2 separate regions of the Sus scrofa genome follow, and region 1 is linked to region 2. Evidence: chromatin contacts called from public HiChIP or PLAC-seq data. All regions are on one chromosome and are shown on one strand. Each heading gives the region's core, a stretch centred on a gene start, on an enhancer-like site or on the middle of the called end of the contact. The rest is flanking DNA. Distances are from core to core; before and after follow the strand shown. Region 1 holds the start of UHMK1 (serine/threonine-protein kinase Kist). Region 2 holds the start of UAP1 (UDP-N-acetylhexosamine pyrophosphorylase).

Region 1 (3,850 bases), core at 96-2,595, 59 kb before region 2:
GCAACCAAGACATGGATTATAACAATGGATACTTTTCACAAAGGAGAACCTAATCAACTTCTAGAAATTCAGCATTTGCTATCTCTGATTATAATACATTCAATTTCAACAAAATAGACTGAAATGAAATGCTTCTTTTTACTCACACTTTTCTAATGGGTGAATTGCTAAGAGTTCCTCTACAGAGTTCTAGCAATTTACCTGCGCCTCCTTTTTACCTTGACCCTTGGATTATAATTATATACACATCTAATTCATTCTACCAACTCAAAATTTTTGAAATCATGGTTAATTTCTATTTCGAATCTCCTCTCTATTCATGACCTAAGTTCCCTTCCACACCTCAGCTTCTCCACTTTGCCTTCCCCTTTATATAAGCAAATAAATGTCTGTGTTCACTGCCTTAGGGGAGCTTGTGAGTTTTGTTTTTTGTATCACAAAAGCCCAAGTTCTCAAGAGATTAGTTGAGACTTCAGCTATAGAAGAAAATGATTGTTAGAAATGGCAGAGAGTGCAGAGAACTTTTCCTAATCCAGACCCTGAAAGGGTCATACAGACAGAAATAAGGCATATTTCAGTGGCAACCTGGCAAGACAATAACCAATGATACTGAAAAGCAGAGCTCAACCCCTCAATCCCCACATAAACCACCTCATTTACCTGGAAACTTGGACAAAACCTGAGGAAAAGGTGATGGAGGCAAATGGTCATACTAATTTTGTGCCACCCCATCTGAATGGAGCTTGAAAAAGTTGAACACAGAATAATAAGGAAGAATACATTTATTACACATCCTCGTTTGTGGACCGAGATTCCGATTTTTTACACTTGTTAATAAAAAATTGTCAAATGAGTAAAAAAAATCGAATGAATAAATGAAAAACAAACGTTTGTAAAAGATCCACGTTTGCCCAGGGAGGCTGCTTTTTGACTAGGCAGCCAAAGGCAAAGGAAACTAAGAGAAGCACAGAAGCCTGGGCATCCGGAATTATAACCACTAGGGAACAGAGCGAGGAGGTGGTGGTAAATCCATTCCTTTAGCAACTGGGGTATTTCCTTTGGATCCTGGCTATGAGACATGTAGGCAGGGTTTTACTTTCCAAGCTTCCCAAAGGTGAGGTGGGGTGCCTCAGCAAGAACAAAAATAAGTTTTAGTTTTAGGTGACTGTGTGTGAAAGCGGTTAACATTGGGCCTAGAATATTAAGAACTCTCTAACGCTTAACTCTCTCCCTCAGTCCTTTCCTCCAAACCTAATTCACCTAATCAATTCTAGACTCCGCCCTTTCTGGGCCCGCCCTTCAGCTTGTAAGATTGGCTCTTCCTCCATTTCCGGCTTCTGGGACCCGGGCGCAGACGGCTTCCGGTGTCATGGCGGCCTGAGGTCCCGGCAGTCGGTGAGGCGGCTGCAGGCCCCTCCCTGCAGAGCCGCTGGTCCGGCGGGCGGGGATGTGACCGAGGGCCCTGCCGGCCTGCCTCGGGCGTCGCGTCAGCTCCGTGTCAGTGCCCTCAGTCCACACCGATGGCTGGATCCGGCTGTGCGTGGGGCGCGGAGCCGCCGCGGTTTCTGGAAGCTTTCGGGCGGCTGTGGCAGGTACAGAGCCGCCTGGGTAGCGGCTCCTCTGCCTCGGTGTATCGGGTGCGCTGCTGCGGCACTCCTGGCTCACCCCCCGGCGCCCTGAAGCAGTTCTTACCGCCAGGAACCACCGGGGCTGCGGCCTCGGCCGCCGAGTATGGTTTCCGCAAAGAGAGGGCAGCGTTGGAACAGTTGCAGGGTCACAGGAACATCGGTAATTGCCAATATCTCCCTTCTCTTCTTAACCAGGTCTCAGAGCAAGCGTACACTCCCCCTCTCGGCCTAGCGTACGGTCTTCTGTCTTTTAGGCGGGAGAAGTAGGTCCGGCCCTGGCCTTATCACCCAACCCAGGACCCTTTCCCATCCCCCTTTCACTCTCATACTGACTGTAATACGGTGGGCCGCTTTGCCCAGTGTTCTATAGTAGATGCTCAATAAATTCTGTTTTGCTTCAGTTCTGTTTGGAAAATGCTGCACTTACTAGCACAGAGAATTATCTTCTGTAGTGAAAGGAGGCATGTCTTTACTAGATTGTCATGTCTTGTTCGGAAATTTTTGAATCTTTGCATACCAGTGAAAAATGGGAGATAGTTCTAGTACTTGTGACGTCAATGCTAATAGCTGATATAGATGTTACCTGATACATAATTTTTGTATGGATTTGGGAGAAATGACTCCCAAATTTTTCATAAGAATCCTTATAGAAATGTGAAAATGATACATACGCACTTTATACTTTTACCCACTTAAGACCATGTTTCATGATTCAGATATTCACAATGTAAGATATGTAATGATTACTGATGATTGAGCTGTGAAAATAGTTTTCATTGCTAATACACCAACAGAGAGCATTTAATTATGACTTTGGCTCATAGATATATTACTTACTGACAAGCATGATCCATATTTATTGTGAATAGTGACCTTTTTAATATTACCATTTGGAGAAGAATTTCTTAATAGTGTTGCCCCCCCTTTTTTTTCTTTTTTAAGGTTTCCTGAATGATGTAGGTAAAATCTGATATTTAAGAGGGAAATATTTTACATTTTTATAGGCCTAAGGACTTGTTGACTCTAAAAGATTAGGTTAAAATGTCATCTTGAATGTCTTGACCTCTCCTTTTAATATTTAATTATATAGTGCTATTTTGGATCAAGAACCAATCTTCAGTTTTGGTTTTGTACATTGTGACATTTGCCTTAAGAATACTTAGTATTTGGATTTTTCTTTTGCTCATTTTTGCTTGGCACCCAAAGTGCATATTCACTCATCTCTGAGTGCTTGGGAAGCACAATTTTAATTATGTGCCATATTTAATATCTTTGAATTGTAATCCACTGTTGAAGGTCCTCTTATTTTATTAAAATAAAATAACCCACTTGCCCAAAAATCTTACTAATGGGAAAAATAAATTACGGTGGCTTGCTTGCTCATAACATTAATCCTTTTCTAGACTACCTCAAATTTGTATCTACTTTAGTAGTCACTTACTCTGAGTCTGGTTTTTAAAGTGTTACAATTTGTTTCTTTTTCTAGTGACTTTATATGGAGTTTTTACAATCCACTTTTCTCCAAATGTGCCATCACGCTGTCTCTTGCTTGAACTCCTGGATGTCAGTGTTTCGGAATTGCTTTTATATTCCAGTCACCAAGGTTGTTCCATGTGGATGATACAGCATTGTGCCAGAGATGTTCTAGAGGCCCTTGCTTTTCTTCATCATGAGGGTTATGTCCATGCAGACCTCAAACCACGTAATATATTGTGGAGTGCCGAGAATGAATGTTTTAAACTCATTGACTTTGGACTTAGCTTCAAAGAAGGCAATCAGGTAAGACTTATTTTCCCTCCTCACCCACTCAATTGTCTAAGCCAAATATTTTAAAATAACAGAGGTAGTTTAGTGGAGACTTAAAAGAGATATTTCTGTATAAAATACTGAAGTGACTGGGGATTAAGCAGTTAAAAAGAATTTCTTTGCCATACGTAGATATGTTTGGGTCAAGTAGGGGGAACTAGTTTGAGAGGGCTCTGGAATTATTAGATGTACTTTACTTCATAGAATGGTTGTTTTTTGTTTGAACATTTGGTTAATTGCTGAGTTACTGTTAATTTGTCTGATGGCAGAACAGATATGACAATTCTGGCCAACGCATCATTCTTCATGGTTTATCAGCTCTTTGCAGAGTGTCCTTATTTATCAGAAGTGCGTAATGGGCAAGAGAGTATCTAAAGAACTGAGCAGTAGTGTGGAAAGTGCACAGCTTGCCTTTA
Region 2 (3,951 bases), core at 1,340-3,839:
ACCATAGCTCAAGGCAACGCCGGATCGTTAACCCAGGCCAGGGACCGAACCCTCAACCTCATGGTTCCTAGTAGGATTCATTAACCACTGCGCCACGACGGGAACTCCTGATTAAGGCCTTTCTTATACCTAGTAACTAGAAAAAATTTTTTAGCACAAAGGGTAAAAGTAAAATTTTGATTTTATAATAATTCATTGAAAATACTTGTGTTGGGCCCGGTTCTAACTTTTTTCTTTAATGAACTCTTTAATGGTGATTTTGTTTTTTATTCATTCATTCATCTAAGATTTATAGAATGCATATAATACTCTAGAAAGTATTACAGAGTCTTTATCTTTTAATTTTTTTCTCCTTTTTTCGGCCACACTTTCAGCATATGGAATTTCCCAGACCAAGGATCAAATCCGAGATGCATCTGTGACCTATGCTACAGCTGCAGTAACACTGAATCCTTAACCTGCTACGAGGCTGGGAATTGAACTGGCAATGTCACAGAGACAAGCCAGATCATTAACCCACTATGCCCACAGTTGGAACTCCTTTATCTTTTAGTTTTTGCTATGCCCATGTGAGGCAGGTATTATCCTTATTTTATGAAGAAAGACATCAGGGTTGAATGTGATTTTGAATCTCATCTCCTAGCTTGAATTTTTCTAAATATTCATCTATTTCCTTTTTTTTTGCTTTTTAGAGCCATGCCCACAGCATATGGAGGTTCCCAGGCTAGGCGTTGAGTTGGAGCTACACCTGCCAGCCTACACCACAGCTACAGCAACACAGAATCTGAGCCACATCTTCGACCTACACCACAGAACATGGCAAGCCAGATCTTTAACCCACTGAGCGAGGCCAGGGATCGAACTCGCAACCTCACGGTTCCTAGTCTGATTCATTCCTGCCATGCCACAAAGGGAATGCTAAAATCTTCATATATTTCTTTCTCAGGGAGTAGAAGTGTGGAAGAGTAAGAATCAGTATATTTCTAGAAAGCAATTGTCTTAAACTCTTTTCTTAAAGGTCACAAAGATACATTCAGTTACATTATGGTGGGCACACTTCTAGGTCTCTTTAAATGGGATGTTGGCAACATTAATGGGAGGAATTTTGTTCCCAGTTATCATACATGATTTGAGAGAAATGTTCTTTATGTTACCAAGGATCCAAACAACAAAAGGTTTTCCAGATGATGATAAGTATATCAAAGTATCCAGAACCTAGAACAGTGCCTGACACAGCATAAGAACTCACATAAAATAATTAAAATTTATTTAGTATTTACTCTGTTCTACATTCTTTTCTTATATTCATTGGTTTAATCCTCATAACAACCCAAAGGGACCATTTTTATTACTATCTGTGTTTTACAGATAAGAAAACTGATGCCTAAGAGTTAACTTACCAAAGATACCAAGCAATAAAGAAGCTGCAGTTCTGTCTTAAGATCCCATGCTTATAACCACTATACTATAAATTTTTCAAACAAATAGATGACATTCTGAGATCATGTAAGATAGAGTATTCAACCTTCCGAATGTGTATCTACAATCATTACTTAGCCAGTGTAAATTTTTCTGTTAACTTAGTGCAGTGCATGATTTTGAAATTGCTGAAAAAAATTAAAAGGCCCTTGCGCTAAAGAAGAAAGAAGACAGGCACCTAAAATGCCTGAAATTCTTTTTAGGTATTTTGTTAAATCTAGATGTTTTTGGTATTTCAACATATTGGACATATTGCAAAAACTGTGCCAAGTGCTATGTAACTTTTAACATAAACACAGCTTTTAAAGGTACAGGGCCGAGCACATAATCTGCATGCGCACTTCCACACAAGGTAATATGTATACAGGCAATTATAAACAGTGGCACTGCAATGGCCTTGGAGGTCAAGCAGTCCAACCACCATTTTCGTATCAAATGCTGATGCCCAAGGAGGTTAAGTTCACAGTCCTGCAAAGCTTACACCTGGCTTCAGTCTCACAGACTCGGTTTTCATTTCATCAGGTTACCTAATACATTTGCTTGCATTTCCTCTGTTGTTTATTTTGTGCCTCACGTGCTTAAGACCTGAAACACCATAAAACAGAAAGACGATGGGGCCCCGCCTATCTGGCCAAGTCAATAGCTAGCCCAAGGTCAGAGGGCAGGCCCGGTCCACCCTCCGGGTTCTGCGCTGGGATGTCCGCCGCCCCTCTTTCGCAACTTTCGGTGTGGGCGATCGGAAATCCGCCACCCGATGACACAGCTCTCCACCCCACTTCGCGGTCCGTTTCTGGAAAGGTGGGACGTCCTGAGCCGCGGTGCCAAGAGGCCGAGGGACGTCACCTCGCGGTACCACACCGTGACGTCAGGGCTCTTAGGACCCGCTCACGATACCTAAGTGGGGCTCCGGCGTCGCCCCTCCCAGCCGACGCAAAAGACACCCCTCCGGGACCAGGAGGGAGCTCGCGGGGTAGGGAGGGGAGGGCGGGAACGGGGCGGCCTGCAGACTGGACCCCTGAGCTATCCCTATTGGACCGGAGAATGAGTGACGCGAGAGGTCCCGCCTCTCCTCGCCCCGCCCCGGCGCCCCTCTCGGCGCGGGCCTAGTGCTTGCGTTCTGGGCGCTGACGTGTCGGGGCGGGTGACTTCGGCTCCTCCCCGTGCGGGCAGCCACTCGTCGCGGCGACAGAGGGGCGGGGTGGCCGGGGCCGGCGCTCCCCCTGGCCCCTGCTCCCGGCCCGCCCCGCCGCCCCGGCCCCCCGGATGAGGGTATATATTCGGAGCGGGCGCGGGAGGCCGATGAGTGGCCGCGCCGAAGGAGCCAGAGCCGGGCGGAGCAGCGGTCGGTCGCGCCGAGGGAGGTGAGGGGCTCCCAGCCCAGTGGCTATCTCTTTCTCCCCGCCACCCTGGAGGAGACGGCTGGACCGGGTCGGGTGGGGGCTTGGTGCAGCCACGCACACGCTTCCACGGCCACGCGCACAGACGTGGACACGCGGCGCGCCTACGTGCTCTGAGCCAACAGCCTGGCACACGCCAAGGAGCCCGCCTGCCCACCCACACCACTCCCCGCATGCCCATCTGCGTTTCTCAACCTTGGCAATCCGCTGGGAGTGCTGGGATGCGGGCGCCCGGATGGCCTGGGGGCTTTGGGGAGGGGGTTTGGGGCAGTGTCTGGATTAGGGGTTTGCCAAGCGGTTGGGAGTGGGGCCTCACCTGGACTGGGATAGGGGCCTTGAGGCTCTCATGCTAGGGCCTTGTGGACAGTTATGCCCAGCTTGGGGGTGGGGTGCCACAGTGGGGACCGGTCGTTGGAACTGTCCGGTGGAAGCGAGTTGGGGTGTCTTGAATACATGAGGAAAATAATCCGAAAGCGTTTGCAGTAAGGATTGGTGATAACCTGTGGGGGACGTGAGAGTGGGACAAAACCTGTTTGCCACTTTTGTTTTGATTTGGTAAGGGGAGAGGGTTGAAATATCTGGTTTTCCCTTGCCGTGACCAAGCAGAAGAATGGGCTTGAAGGGTTGAGAGCAACATGTTCTGAACATATGGCTTCCTGAGGATTTTATTAAGTTTGGCCTGACGCTATGCTATATTTATTTGTACATGGAGTATGAAATCTGAAATCAAGTAATAATGATTATGATAATAGTTATATATGATTATGTAGTGCCTTTCCTTTAAGTCCTTTCAGGTGAAATGCACTAGGTGTGGGCTGTGTTCGCAGGAAACTGGAGGTAGTTTATATTCTTTCACTATTACTGAGTTGGCTTATTTAGCTGGGGCTGAAAAAGACTTCATTGTAAATGCTCCTCCCCAAGACTACTTTTCAAAAGCTCTAAGAGGTTTACATATCAGTTGTGGGGGGAGGAACATAATATTTCAACAGAGATGAGGGTAGGAGACCAGAAAAGGAGGGGGGAAATACTGAATTTCTTTTATACTGGAATTTAAATTCTAATAACAGTATATTTG

What was found. HiChIP or PLAC-seq counts read pairs in DNA pulled down with a chosen protein or histone mark.
Region 1: a contact with region 2 is called in an H3K27ac HiChIP or PLAC-seq map of alveolar macrophages. The contact joins the promoter of UHMK1 here to the promoter of UAP1 in region 2. A contact is called at or near these places in 2 of 5 promoter capture datasets (fetal liver and liver), 13 of 47 Hi-C or Micro-C datasets (adipocytes, alveolar macrophages, embryonic fibroblasts and 7 more) and 2 of 2 datasets of contacts at active chromatin or transcription factors (alveolar macrophages and skeletal muscle).

The regions. Positions count from the first base shown.
Region 1 is chr4:88,050,430-88,054,279 of Sscrofa11.1, reverse strand. It overlaps UHMK1 (serine/threonine-protein kinase Kist), which reads left to right and starts at 1,345. Exons shown (of 8, transcript XM_021089503.1): 1 at 1,345-1,788; 2 at 3,115-3,407. The coding sequence starts at 1,521.
Region 2 is chr4:87,992,670-87,996,620 of Sscrofa11.1, reverse strand. It overlaps UAP1 (UDP-N-acetylhexosamine pyrophosphorylase), which reads left to right and starts at 2,589. Exons shown (of 10, transcript XM_001928643.6): 1 at 2,589-2,840.